Regions from separate parts of the Mus musculus genome. Here region 2 is linked to region 1. A link is a contact called in public promoter capture Hi-C data. All regions are on one chromosome and are shown on one strand. Each heading gives the region's core, a stretch centred on a gene start, on an enhancer-like site or on the middle of the called end of the contact. The rest is flanking DNA. Distances are from core to core; before and after follow the strand shown.

Region 1 (2,700 bases), core at 146-2,645:
GGTACCTGAAGCATGGAAGGATGGGGTGAGATACAGTGTCCCATTTAGAGCTGAGTACTCCGCAGTCTCTTAGGTTGACTACTGTGAGTACCTGTTGCAATCGCCAGGAGAAGCTTCTCTGATGAGGGCTGAGAAAGGCATTATCCTTTCCACACAGCAGTTCAAGACCTTGCAGGCAACATTGTCAGGCTGGAGCTAGAGTTCAACTCTCCGAGTGCTTACCTAACATGCAAGGAATCCTAGACTTGATCCCCGGCAACACTTAAACGTCTGGTACCTCTCTCTAATCCCAGCATCTAAGAGATGGAAGCTGTAGGATCAGAATTTAAGGTCGTTCTCACTACATAGTGGGTGTCAAGCCAGCCTAAGCTACATGACACCCTCTCTCAAATGAAAAAGTATCCATTTAAAAGGAATTTTTCAGCAATGGAAGAAGAGCAGCTGGTACAGGTTACATGGTGTCCCCTAAACTCACAATGATGAAGCCTAGACTTCCAGCACCAAAAATCTGTCTGTGTTTGGAAACAGGTAGAGACAGGGCCTTCCCAGAAAGTGGTAATTTAAAATTAGGACTTGGGATAGTCCCTAACAAAAGTGTCCGTATTAAGAGAAGAAACTTGGAATACTGTGGAAGGCCATGTGAAGACACAGAGGTTTGTCAGCGAGCTCTAAACTCACCTTGAACCTGACCTCCAAAATTAAAAGATGGTCAGTTTCTGCTGTTAAAAGTTTCCCATATGGCAGCCCACACAAATGAATGCAGCATTTCTTTGACAAATCTGCCCAGGTAATTTTAACAAGAGACATACCGAAGAACCTTCACTCCACTTTACAAAGGAACAGCAGCTAGCACAGTCCCAAGGTCAGCAGTAACTGCAGGAACAATAAACGCAGACATCCCACTGTTTACGACTAACGTGGTCTTTTCAGTACATTCTCAGGTTATCCTCTTCACGAGGAACAATCATTGTTCTGCTTCAAAGAGGGGCAACTGAAAACTCAGGAAGCAAAGTGGCCTGTTTGAATAGACAAAAACAGTCATTAATAATGCCAGACCACAAATACCAGAGACTTCTTCATAGTGCCTTGAACCCCAAGGCACCACTTCCTCTCATCTGTGTTCACCAGCATTACCTCTGACTGTGTCAACCACGAGGCCCAATTTTCCAAACAGAGATCAAGTAGGCACTGTTTCCCCCACCTGATTTCTTGATGATGCCCCCTTCTCATTCCCTCAAATATCTAGATTTATACAAATCGTGACCTGGTCTCCCTCTCTCTCTATACCACAATCAATAGTAAAAATTCTCTGCAGGTGGTTACACATCCATGCCAGGGCACAGCAGCTGTGAATATGGTAAGGAAATACCTCGCTGTGGTCAGCGTTCTCACAGGCAGCCTGGTGGATGCAAGCACAGCCTCTGTGACATGCGGCCTTATAGGGAACGAGGCACAGTCAGGGCTCAATTCAAGAGACCAGTGTCTTAGCTTGGCCCTGCCACTGGCTTAGAGAGAGAGCTTAAGGTAAATGAGGAAAGTAAGCTAGATAATCCCTAGACCGCGCCAGCCTTCGTTCTCTTGCTAATTCAATAAGCACTCAATAAATACATTTAAAGGATTGCATAAGAGAGCAGCCAGTAGACAAGGGATGATTGGCGTGTCCCAAGAGCTTAACATCTTTTGGAGAGATGGGAAATATGTGTGCCCCCTGATACATCCAAACTATGTACTTAATTTGTTAAGGGTTTTAGGCTTACAGGTGCAGAGGTTCAGTCCATTATCATCAAGGTGGGAGCATGGCAGCATCTAGGCAGGCCTGATGCAGGAGGAGCTAAGAGTTCTACATCTTCATCTGAAGGCTGCTAGGGGAAGACTGACTTCCAGGCAGCTAAGGTGAGGGTCTTAAGCCCATGCCCACAGTGACACACCTACTCCAACAAAGCCACGCCTTCTAATAGTGCCACTCCCTGGGCCAAGCATATACAAATATTATCACATTATCAATGTAAACATCAGCTACTTACCATCTACAGGTTTATTATTCTGTTTGCACAAAGCATGAGTCCAACAGTTCTCTGGGGATAGATCCTATCCACATGGTCATACAGGGATTCTGTGTTGTGTCTTGAGCCCCACTAACTGAAATGGGTATCCTGTGGATAGTTTCACATCCACTGAGTAAAACTATTTTCATGGCCCTGCACAACTTCAGAGAAGTTAGAAAATGTGGGCCAGCCCATGAATCTTCGACCAACAACAAACTCCTCTTCTAAGAGTGTGAGCTGTGATAGACTGTTATTAGAAAAGACACTTGCCTGCAGATGAGAAAGACAGACTTCAAGGGCTGCTTCAAAAATATTCATGTGTTATCTTCATTGCTTCCAGAGAAGGCCCTGAGGTCAGTCTTTGGTGGGCCCTGGGAGATCTTAGTCTACATGGCAACACCTGCCTGCACTGAGCCATTTGGTCTCAACTGCTCTCCTCAGAGTCAAAAGCCATCTAAGCAAGAAGAGGCTGCATGAATAAACACTAGGGAGTTATATTAGCTTGATGATGTGCCATTTTGAGAAACAGTTGAGTTACTAATGTCCTCCTGCACTAAAGCCTTGATGTGGAGGACAAAGAGGCTGAGTGTACCCTCTACTGTCTTTTTCCAATGATGGACATCCTTGTCCCAAAATCCAATTTTGTCCCAGTATC
Region 2 (2,700 bases), core at 188-2,687, 52 kb before region 1:
CCTCTTGTACTCAAATGTCAGGAAAATGAGCCTTGGACAGCCTGCAGAGGGATGAGGGGCAGCTTGGAGGGATAAGGGGCAGTTTGGAGGCCCTCCAATGGGTGAAGAATGTCCTTTCAAATTTTTTATTTAGTAGTCCTTATCCCTAGTATATCAAAATGTGACCTATATGGACAAAGGTTTTTACAGAGACGTAAGTTTAAAATGAGGTCAGAGTGTAAGCCCTGATCCAGATTGCCTGGTTCCTTTAAAAAGGAGAAATTTGAATAGACACATAGAGGATGCTGTGTGAAAAGAAAGACAGCCATCTACAAACTTAGAAGGTGCCAAATACACATCTCTCCCTCAAGAGGCCCAGAAGAAACCAAAAATGCTTGATCTTGGATTTCCAGCTTCCAGAACTGGGAGACAATACATTCTACTCTGTAGGCCACTACTTTCCGTGGGACACTGGTGTGCAAAGCCTAACAAACTTATACAGGTCTAGACCAAAACAACCAACTAACTAACCTGACTCACAAAACAGTAAACACATCTTGTTAAGCCCCAGATGCAGTAAAGGCTCACTGATAAAGAGAATGAATGGGCATCAGTTTTCACAATTGCAAAATGAAAAAGAATATTCTTCTCACGTAGTTACTGGCAAATTAAACAGGTTGATACCTAAATCTGCTTAGTGCAAGGCTTGGCTCATAATTAACACCCCTTAAGAGCTTATTTTAGTGTTTCCTTCATTAAGTCAAAGCCAGAGCTATCTCCCCTCCCCCCAAAGAAATAAACTTTTTTGAATTTATCCTAAACAATGTAGGAATTTGTTATAAATTTCAACATCAATAAAATCCATTTAAATAACATTAAATCCTCAAGGACCACTGCAGTGGGCACTCCAGAGGACAGCTTAAAAGGATTAAGGTTAAGGAAGAAACAGATTGGCATATATTGAGTCTGTAATGTGTGCTCCAAATATGCTACATGACTTTGCGCATGGATATGAGAATTACCTATGATCCCATTTTCAATAACAAACAGAGCAAGAATAGGAGCCAACCACTTCTCTTCTGCGTCTGGGTGCTTTCTGAATAATCCCCGAGAGGCTGCATGTGTCTGAGGAGCTTAGGGAGGCCTGCAGTCACAAGACAGTCCATATGTCCGCCAGGCAAAGCTCACTTTGAGTCGCTCAGCAGTCTACTGCCACATGTTCTGACTCTTGTGAAGGGATGCACACGAATCTGTATGACACGACGTCAGGTCAGCTTTGACAGCCTCCACACCTTCAAAGCTAGTACCACAGTTCACAAAGAGGAAGTCTGGCCTGCTACGAGGCCAAACTGCCCAGGTCTGTGGCTGCGTTTCTCGGAAAACCAAAACTAACAGGCACATACAAGGCACTCTCTGCTGAAGGACTCTGCTGAGGGGAGAGAACATGTCAACTCTATCTTACAGAGTGCTCCAGGATGCGACCGTGGACCCCCTTTCCAGGAGCTAGCCGTCTCAACACTGAGCCCTTGACTAAAGGAAGACTGAGCAGGTAAACTAAACAGAACAGCTCTGTCTTAGCATGTGTCTCTTGGTTCACACTGTCATGGTGACCATTAGAAAGAGCTTCACACAGATAAAGAAAAAGGAGGGTTTTTTTTTTAACATGAAAACCTGAGCATTCCATATGCCATTAAATGGGCAAAAGGGAAGCCAGCTTCTTCAGCCCGGCTTTGAAGACACCTTCATTCTGCTCTGAAAGAACTCCAAATGTCTGCCCAGAAAATAATGTAAGATTAAGGCTTTTCAGTCTATTCTTCCTGCAGCTTAGACACCTCCATCCCCAAGCCTATGTTGCTAAAATCAAGAGACAAAGTCTACCGCCGTGTTTTTAACCTCCATTGGAGGAGCCGCTAGAAAAGCAGCCTCAGAAGAAGGCGCCCATTCAAAGGAGAAGCAAACTCCTTCAGCCCTGGGGAAAGTGTGTGTGTGTGTGTGTGTGTGTGTGTGTGTGTGTGTGTGTGTGTTTTCTTTTGGCTTTGTTGCAGAAGATGGAGGCTTTAGAATAAGGCAAACACCCTCCCTTCCCAGGACAGAGGAGTCTAAGTTAGATTAAGCAAGGATAAAATTCGTACCCTCCATTGGTGCCTGCAGGCAGCTCCTCCAGGTTTTTCTCAGAAGGTTGTGAGAGCAAAGTTGAGTTGGGGGGGGTGGCGAATAAGAAGTGTCATCAAAGTGTAGACACTGGCTCAGGAAGAAAAGTATGACTGGGATTTATTAATAGTTAATTTATGATTTTTATGAGTGTTGTTCTTGTCTAAATTTTAGCACACCCCCCCCCCTCGGTGATGGTGTCCTTTGACTTCCAGGGCTCAGGCAAACTACAGGGAGTGGTCATTGTGAACCCCAGGAAGACAATGGTAGCTCTGGCTAATTGGAGGCACAGCACAGAAACCTTTAGAAATCCTCCCAGAGGCCTCACATAGAATGTACCCTAGAGAGGTATAAAGGAAAGTGCATCGATTTAACTCGGGCTCCAGCCAGCCATGCTCCCTGCATTAACTCACTTAACCCTCCCACCAGCTTTGAGCCTTAGAGGGATCTTGTTCTCTGGTTCACAGATGGGAGCTGCTGTGGTCCAAGGAGTGTGGTCAAGATTGTTTACACAGCAACGGATTCAGTAAACAAAATTCAAACCTAAACTAATTTCACCCAAGTGTTTTT

Evidence for each region. Promoter capture Hi-C pulls out the DNA fragments that hold promoters and counts their contacts.
Region 2: a contact with region 1 is called in a promoter capture Hi-C map of the HPC-7 cell line, with 2.7 times the contacts expected there. The contact joins the promoter of Clnk here to the enhancer-like site in region 1. A contact is called at or near these places in 5 of 39 promoter capture datasets (the HPC-7 cell line, embryonic stem cells, liver and 2 more), 1 of 484 Hi-C or Micro-C datasets (nephron progenitors), 1 of 115 datasets of contacts at active chromatin or transcription factors (effector CD8 T cells) and 1 of 9 other capture datasets (adipose tissue).

Annotation. Positions count from the first base shown.
Region 1 is chr5:38,823,031-38,825,730 of GRCm38.p6, reverse strand. All of the region lies in intron 2 of Clnk (cytokine-dependent hematopoietic cell linker), which reads left to right. Among named protein-coding and RNA genes, the nearest start is that of Clnk, 52 kb to the left of the region's middle. Within about 2 kb of position 1,395, at least 19 of the 459 cell types and tissues checked have an H3K27ac peak or open chromatin away from gene starts, as enhancers often do. A contact at or near this core is called in the HPC-7 cell line, where this site is marked.
Region 2 is chr5:38,875,430-38,878,129 of GRCm38.p6, reverse strand. Clnk (cytokine-dependent hematopoietic cell linker) reads left to right here and starts at 1,437. Exons shown (of 19, transcript NM_013748.3): 1 at 1,437-1,528.